3 separate regions of the Mus musculus genome follow, and all the other regions are linked to region 2. Evidence: chromatin contacts called from public Hi-C data. All regions are on one chromosome and are shown on one strand. Each heading gives the region's core, a stretch centred on a gene start, on an enhancer-like site or on the middle of the called end of the contact. The rest is flanking DNA. Distances are from core to core; before and after follow the strand shown. Region 1 overlaps Nrxn3 (neurexin III). Region 2 has its middle 160 kb from the start of Gm40538. Region 3 overlaps Nrxn3 (neurexin III).

What was found. Hi-C and Micro-C count contacts between places; a contact is called where the count stands out from the background.
Region 1: a Hi-C map of cerebellum shows a contact between it and region 2, with 5 times the contacts expected there. The contact joins two enhancer-like sites. A contact is called at or near these places in 12 of 484 Hi-C or Micro-C datasets (brain, cerebellar granule neurons, cerebellum and 6 more).
Region 3: a Hi-C map of cerebellum shows a contact between it and region 2, with 4 times the contacts expected there. The contact joins two enhancer-like sites. A contact is called at or near these places in 10 of 484 Hi-C or Micro-C datasets (brain, cerebellar granule neurons, cerebellum and 5 more) and 1 of 115 datasets of contacts at active chromatin or transcription factors (astrocytes).

What each region holds. Positions count from the first base shown.
Region 1 is chr12:89,503,896-89,506,595 of GRCm38.p6, forward strand. The region is part of intron 10 of Nrxn3 (neurexin III); the gene reads left to right. Among named protein-coding and RNA genes, the nearest start is that of Gm40537, 530 kb to the left of the region's middle. Within about 2 kb of position 1,451, at least 9 of the 459 cell types and tissues checked have an H3K27ac peak or open chromatin away from gene starts, as enhancers often do. A contact at or near this core is called in cerebellar granule neurons and cerebellum, where this site is marked.
Region 2 is chr12:90,565,187-90,567,886 of GRCm38.p6, forward strand. No RefSeq gene overlaps it. Among named protein-coding and RNA genes, the nearest start is that of Gm40538, 160 kb to the left of the region's middle. Within about 2 kb of position 1,360, at least 5 of the 459 cell types and tissues checked have an H3K27ac peak or open chromatin away from gene starts, as enhancers often do. A contact at or near this core is called in cerebellar granule neurons and cerebellum, where this site is marked.
Region 3 is chr12:89,552,111-89,554,810 of GRCm38.p6, forward strand. The region is part of intron 14 of Nrxn3 (neurexin III); the gene reads left to right. Among named protein-coding and RNA genes, the nearest start is that of Gm40537, 580 kb to the left of the region's middle. Within about 2 kb of position 1,296, at least 4 of the 459 cell types and tissues checked have an H3K27ac peak or open chromatin away from gene starts, as enhancers often do. A contact at or near this core is called in cerebellar granule neurons and cerebellum, where this site is marked.

The DNA.
Region 1 (2,700 bases), core at 201-2,700, 1.1 Mb before region 2:
TAGTATTTGAAAATGTTAAGATTACATCTTCAGATTCTGGTGTAGGTGGTGGGCTTATAATTGTCAGTCATATGAAAAAGCAACCAATTGTGGTTCAAAAATTAAGACTGGCAAAAGAAGGTAACCTCTCTTTCAGAATTTGATGGATAATTGTAATTAGTCAGGTGATGATCCTGAGTCTGCAGCCTAGCATCCAAGCACACATTATGCTGAAATCATATCCATATAAGGAAATAAACTCGAGGCAGCATGGGGCAATTACATGGAACTCTACTGGCATCTGAGCTGGCCTCTGATCTAGCCTTGACATTAACTCCCTGCAGGATGTTTAGGAAGCCACTTGCTATTCCTGACCCTTGTCTAATACAGGCTGCAGTCACAGCTGTCGCCCCCAGTGCCTCCTGTGAAGAGCAAGACAGTTGGACAGTCAGAATCCTAGGGTTTAATACAATCAGTGCCAGTAAATGGTTTTATGCCTTCGGGATAGATATACAAAATCTCATTTTCTTCAATTCCCCATCTTTCAATGTGAACTTCTGTTATTTTTAAGGCCCTTTCCATCATAAATGTTATGTGATAGTGAGTCCTAAACTTTAATTGATGAGTCTGATCTTTATTACCTCTGTAATTTAAGTGTAATTTTAGTGGAGTATAGTGTGTGTGTGTGTGTGTGTGTGTGTGTGTAGAGACAGAGACAGAGACACAGAGAGACAGAAATGGAGAGACAGAGACAGATCAATCTACATGGAGGAAAACACACAGCATATATCCATTTAGCATTGGATGTTGCGATAGCTGTTTTACAAGTATCAATTCATTTAATCCCCAATAATTCAATATTCTTTCAAAATAAATGTTCCTATTGTCACTTTACTGAAGAGGAATGGGATATTAGAGCTGTGTAATTAAGCTTCAAATTCACATCTGTGTGATTCCAAAGAAGGAAGCAGTTTGCTGCACTTTGCAATCCATCAAAAGAAAATGATTTCTCTTCCAGTGCAGGCAAACTATAGGGAAGTGAGGAAGGGCGAGGTGGGGAATACATTTCAGGATGTCTACCGTGGTACTTTGTCTCTTCCCTCCTAGAAAAGAAGGTATGCAGAGTCATACCAATTATCCCATATCCAATTCCACAGAGACCCAAATCAGTCTTTGGAAATAGCATCTGACCTACAGACCATCAGAGTAGCTTAATGGTATAAAATTAATGTAGAAAATGAGATGAAAGAAAAAAAAAAGATTATGTTGTTTAGAAGCCACTTTCAATCTCCATTAATTATTCAAGCTGTCCCCATGAGCTGTGAGGTCAAACAGGGGCCTGCAAATGCTATGGTGGTGAGTAGCACTAATTCTTTTGGATTTGGCTGGTTAAAATCCCAGAAAGGCACAATTTACAGCATGTTGTGAATAGAGGCCACTAGGTGGCACTCTCACCCCAATCTCGCTTAGCAGTGTGTGCCTTTCATTTTCCTGGAAAAACACAAAGAACACAAAGATTTGCAGAACTAAGGGTACAATAATCCCTTGCCTTGATCATTGTTCTTTTATAGAACCTTTGGAATAAAGGCAATTACATGCTGTGCTTTCTGTTAGTCCCAACAATTAGAACACAGGGCTAAAGCGTGGAATGTCCAAGCCATCTAGTAATTTTATTTGAAATTAATAAATCCTTTCACTTTCTGCCATACCTCCTACCTCAATGCTGGTGGCAGGCAGCAGCTACAAAGAAGAAAGGAATTTGGGAGAGGTAGAGAGTTAGTGTCTTTGTCTGGTATTTTTGTTGTTGTTGATGTTTTTTTTTTTTTCTTTTTTTTCTTTTTTTTTTCAAACAGTGAAAGCAGGTTTGGGAATTTACTTTTAATTTAGAGAATTCGTTAAACCAGGTTGTGAATCTAAAATATACATAGACCCCCAAGTTATAAATGGTGCCTTACTGGCTTACTTAGTAATCCCTTTCATGCCATCGAAGGTCCCCCAGTGTGACAAATTTCTAACTAGTCTACACAAATGACAGAGAGTAGGCCAGGCTCACATGTTACCAAAGGCCAGGAAAGAATTAGTTTCCAACCTGGTGTTTTTCACTTATTATCATATAATTATATTCTTAGAAAAGTATTAAGTTCAGTTGACAGTTAATAAGGCTTGATTGATTGACTGGGCTGGATTTCTATTATGAATAACAAATTAAAAGAATGCCTTTCTTGGTTTACACTCCTCAGAGCAGCGACCTGATGTGCTAAAACCACACACTTGGCATGGAACTTCTCGCTAGTGTAAAAACTCACCCCACTTCTGCCCAGTTGACTTCTCTCTTCTCCACCTACACTTTAATTTGTCAAAGATTCCAAGAAATCATATTATACAGGTTAATAAAAGTTGATAAAGTGAGCATAGGAAAGCTTTGGTCAAATGAAGCTCTTCATTACAAGATTCATGGGGCCCCTTTGATAAGCTAATGCACATTGCTGTTCACCAATAATTAGATATGCATCAATTGCTTTAGATTATTTTTAAGAATAAGGTATTTTATGATATGGCATGCTTTTAAAATGTGCTGAACACCTGATGGAAAATGTTTAGATCAAGTGAGGCTGGAGAATTGTGACATAAATGTGAAAATTCCCCAACTGGGCCTTTTTAAGTCCTCCTTTTCTTCATATTCTCATGTGTTTGGAAGTCATGGGCAATCTAATGCTTTCT
Region 2 (2,700 bases), core at 110-2,609:
ATCAAGTCTCTGAACTTTACTCTGCAGAGGATGATGATCTTACTGCCTCCTTCTGAGAGGAGCTACCTGCTGGCCACCAATATGCCACTTGCCCGGTGTCCTTCTATTTTGAGCTTCTCTCTGTGTATGAATTGCTGTTTAGCTGTCCAAGCTTCAGCTGCTATCTAACATAACCCAGGACATTTGTTCTTTTTTTTTTTTTTTCTCATGAATCTCTGGTGAATCAAAAGGCTCAGGGTATAGCAGAAGTAAAAAGAAAGATTATCAATCAGTCTTGCAAACTCCATACATTGATGTCAAAATTTTATAGACACATTAACTAAGACCCAGAACAGCAAATATGCCACATAATTTTTCACAGAAAATTATTATGTGCACACAAAAAGGTATAAACTAGGGTGCCCACACAGTGAAAAATCCTAAACTCGTTTTAGTTTTATCTTTGATTGAAATGTGTATGTAATTCAAAATTTAAGTTAAATTATGCACATAGTCTAGGAAAAAATCAGGACCAAGACAGAGAAGTGATGGCCTCACAGAAAGAGAGACAGTGTCAGCACAAGATGGACATCTTCTCTCTTCTTCTGCATTACCTATAGGGATGTACAAGCAACATGAGAAGCTCTTTATTCAACATACCTATGATATAAAAATGACTGTTACCTAAAAGTAGATGGGGGCTGGTTAGGTGGCTCAGCAGGTAAAGGCACTGGTTACTGAGTTTGATGACCTGAGTCCCTTCCCAAGGACCCACATGGTAGAAGGAAATAACCAACTCCTGAAAGTTACTCCTGACCACATGCACATGGATCATGTACCCCAAAATACACATAAACTGGTATGCACACACACACACACACACACACACACACACTGGGCTTTTAAACTGGTTTTCAAGTAGTCATCAATGAGGAAGATTCATCTTCCCTGTGGTTACTCTCAATGCCTATGGAATATGAACACATAGCAGATTCATATCTGAGGCTTCACAAAGAGTCTTTTTACCCCCTCCAACTTTTCTCTAGATCCTACAAAAGACACTATCCTTCTTCCTCTGTTCTCATTTCTTCCTAAAAGTTGTCACCCTGTGCTTTGCCTCAGGTATGTGCCAATGTATTTACATGTTTGTGTGTGTATGTGTATGTGTGTCTATGCATGTGCATGCGCGCGCGCACACACACACACACACACACACACACACACACACACACACACACACACATTCATTTGTAGCTCATCTGCTGGTGTCCAAGAAAAGCTTGAATTTTTTTTTTCTTCTTGCCTCTCAGCTTGGAGCCTTTGTACAAGAAATTCTGACAGTGAACACTGCCTACCACTAGAGAGCAGCCCAGGCCAACGATTTCCTGGGCAAAAAACCCTCTGTCTAACAAGTTATTTTCAAAAGGTTCAGGTTCTCTTAGTCTTCTCATGTCTTTCTCTGGGCAAGACACTCCTAGTTCCCTTCGCAAGGAATACTCTCTGTACCTGTTCTGATGTCATGGGAAGCTGAATACCATGCCAATTCCACTAGAAATGTCATTGTCAAAAACATTCATTGTTGAGGTCTCCCTGCTTTTAAGCATTGACGTGTGTCAATTATGAAAAAAAAAAAAATGGAAGTGGGGAGAAGGTTGTGTTTAAGAAAAGAACCACTTGATTTCATGGGGAAATAGAGCAAGATCTTCACGGATTCTTCCCAAGCTTTTTCTATTGAGAACAAAGGGAGCCAGGCAAAGCCAGGCAAACCTAAGCAGGGTCCTATCCATGCCTTTGGACGTGGCTTATTCCTATGGAAACTGATTTATTTTTCTTACATTTGTGAAGAGAGTAATTGTGTCCCATCCGGACTGATTGTTAAGCTTCAATAGGCCAGTGTCTTCATTCCTTAATTTACTTTAATGAACACAGAAAATAACTATTGCTGATTGTCATGTCATTGTACAGGAAGAACTCTCCTGTCTACTGTGCAGGGAGATGAAGGTGCAGAGAGAGCTTTTGGAAACTGATGTAGGAGAGTCTCCTTCAATCTAGATGCAATTTAAGGTGACAGTTAGTGCTGTCTCTGTCTCTTGCCTCAGGGGTAACCTCAGGCAAATGACTCAAATTTACCCTCAACCTTGGTTTCTTCTCTTTTTTTGCAAGATGCAAGTCCTAACTGTTCTCATCAGACAGGACCTAGGATTAAATGTAACAACATGTGGAAAGTGTTTAATAAAGATTGACTGTCGCTGCTCAAAGAGCCCACCACATTCCAAGATCCCTGCTGACTTCTCCTTGCCTTATTCATCTTGCCGTTTTATTTCCATTTATCCAATTTCAATTTTAATTTTGTTAAATATTCATTATACATGTGTTATGTTCCAGGTATAATAGAATGCAGCACCTCAAGAGGCTAGTGTAGCTTACCAAAGAGAAAAGCTGTCAGAACGAATACAAAGAGAACATGTTTCACATTTCCCTTTAAAGGTAACACACAAGGCAGACTGTGTTTATGGTCAGAATTGTTTTCGGGAATATCTTGGAGATATATATCATATGTGGTTTTAACTCTTTTTATCCAGTATTGTTTGAGGCCTAACTTGATTTTTTTCACAGTCATTTTTAATGTTACATCATGAATACCCTGTGTGAACACCTAGTGATATGGACCACACCCAAGCTGTGATGGAGAATCCTTTACTTGATTTACATAGTTTTCTG
Region 3 (2,700 bases), core at 46-2,545, 1.0 Mb before region 2:
ATTCCAGGGAGCCCAGAGGACCTTTCCTTCAAATACCTGTTCACCTAGAGTGCTTGAGGCATTCAATACTATTAGTTCCTGCATCCCTTTGAAATATGTACATTATTTCATCTTTATGGGAACACAGTTTTGACCCTTGGAGTGTATAGATAATCTCCCCTGCAGTATAAGAAAATTTTGACCTTAAGCAAATATTATAGAATTCTGGACCCCCAAATTTTATGTAGCAAAGGCTTGAGGGATGTGTACTCTCATTTTAGGTTTCTCGCTTTCTACTCCTTCTTCCCTTTAACTGCAATTTCCAGTTGGCTGTAAGAATTCTCAAGACATCAGTACTACATTTTCTTGCACCGTATTCTCATAATTTTGTGAGAGCTTGTGCACACTGAAACGCAAAGCTCCGGTTCCTTACTATACCTTTTGCTCACAGTTGACCTGGGTCATCTTTGCTGTCAGTTGCTTGTATTGGGCTTAAGCTTTCAGGTGGAATGATGCTAATACAGGTCAGTTCTGTTCCATCCAGGGGATTATGTCCCATCAGGCAGCCTTGGCATTCCCCTTTGTTAAAGAACAACAGAAGGCAAGATAAAGTGTTTGATGATTGGATTAAGGGGGATGAACTTATAAATTGTGGTCATCTACCCCCTCACCCCCCGAGAAGGTAGGCATAAGGTAAAGTATGATTTGCTTCTGTGTTAATCCTATGATTTTCTGGTCCCATGGCTTAGAAAGTTGAGGATTTGTCAAGTGGCTAAAGAAGGACAACCCAAGGTTACATAGATTCGATGAGTTTGTTTAGAAGTTCAGAAAATAAACCCTACCACTTTTAGATATCTGCATAAGGAAGTATGTTTCAATATTTTGGGGTCTCAAGAAAAAAACTATTTCTCTTTAAGAAATTAAAAAATATTCCTATGAATTAATCTATTATACTCTGTCACCCAAATTAAAATAGCCATACTATTTTTTTTTAAAAATCATGACTTAATTTTAAGATAATGAGGAAGTTCAAGTATACAGAAATTAAAGAAAATCGTCTTTGCCATGGTAGTAAGTGTAAATGTTTTGTTTTATTTAATCAATTTTGCAATTTATAACATGGAAATTATATGCAACTATAAACAAATGAATATTTGAGAACCAGCTTCCATCTCCAGCCCCTCCCCATTTTTGTTTTCTTTAATGAAATCCACATTGTAAGTTAAAGTCTTTCCATTGGTGCTGGTGGTTCAGGGTGAGTGGGATGCTTATCATGGGGACTTGCTACTTACACGCATGATTAAATTCAGTTGTCAGGTTTGGACAGGAGAGATCCCCTCCTCTTCCCCAGGAAGTCTGTAGAGAAGGGCTGGGATGGAGAGGATATTCATTTTCCAGTTTATAGAAGAAGGGTCCATCCATCATGATCAAAGAAGAATATTTCATGCCGTCCACCTCTGGTGAGGGCTGCAATAAATATTCTATCCTCTCCCCAACTTTGTTTCCTGCTCTGATTAAAATTCACCTTATAAACAGATAGGATGGCTTGAGATTATGAAATCAAAACACACAAGAATTATTCAGTCTCTGTTGCTCATTTTCTCCTCTGTGAATAATTTCTGCTGACAGGTGACCAGTGAGGCCATCTGTCTCTTTATTACACAAGCCTGTGGTGGGTCCCGTCTCCTCTGCCCTGGAGTTAAATGAAGGTTTCTTTGACAAGAGAATAATATAGGCCAGCAAATGTAATGCGATTTTAGGACATTCATGATTTCTTTTTAGGAATATGAACACAAATATTTTCTTCCTATGATTGAAATGTAAGTATTTCTTAAAGATTCAGGTAGATACATATCATTAAAATAACCCAACCATTCTCAGTATTAGGAAGTCTAGAAAAACTACTAATGTTTCAGAATTTGTAGTGTCATTTTCTTTGAGTATTTCATTTATTTTGATCCATTCAAATGATTCATTGGGGGGGGGATGTCTATGTCATAATAGATTGCTTTATTGTTCAACATAGCCTCTAAATTTGATTAGGAAAATGAAATCTACGAAGTACCTCAGCTATAGATTTTGGAAAAAAATGATTTGAATGTAATGTTCACTTCTCTTTCTGTGTTAGTTCAGAGGGAAAGGATTTTGATTGTTTGTTTGTTTGTTTGTTTGTTTTAAAAGACAACTGTAAAACTAACAAACTATTCACCCACCTATTCATCACCATTTTGGTCATATCTGCACTTCACACATGTTATCCCTAGAGGAGATTATCCAGTGCCAATTGGAGGGGAACTCATCCCTAGACTGATAATGTTCTTCCGGTTATTTGTTGAAGTTTGCCAAATGACTAAAGACTTACGGAGTCCAGACAGGGAAGCCACTTTTCCCTTAGTGGAAATCTATTTTTATGATTCCTGTTCTACCATATGAATATAATCAGATAGAAATTAGAATGTACTAGCTAAGAAATGAAATAAAACTTATAAGAAACACTTTGGGAAACTTTTCTAAGACTTCAGACCACGGCAGACTAATCTATTTCCTCTTGATTCTGTTTATAGTCTTTCATTTGATTACCATTACCTCAACAGAGAGAACTGAGATGTAATCTTTGGGATAGCCGTCTCAAAAGTTACAGAGCTAGGAGACAGGGAACGGAGGTGGCAATCCAGCTTTACCTATGAGAAATGAGTTCCTTTCTCTATGATATCACCTTGT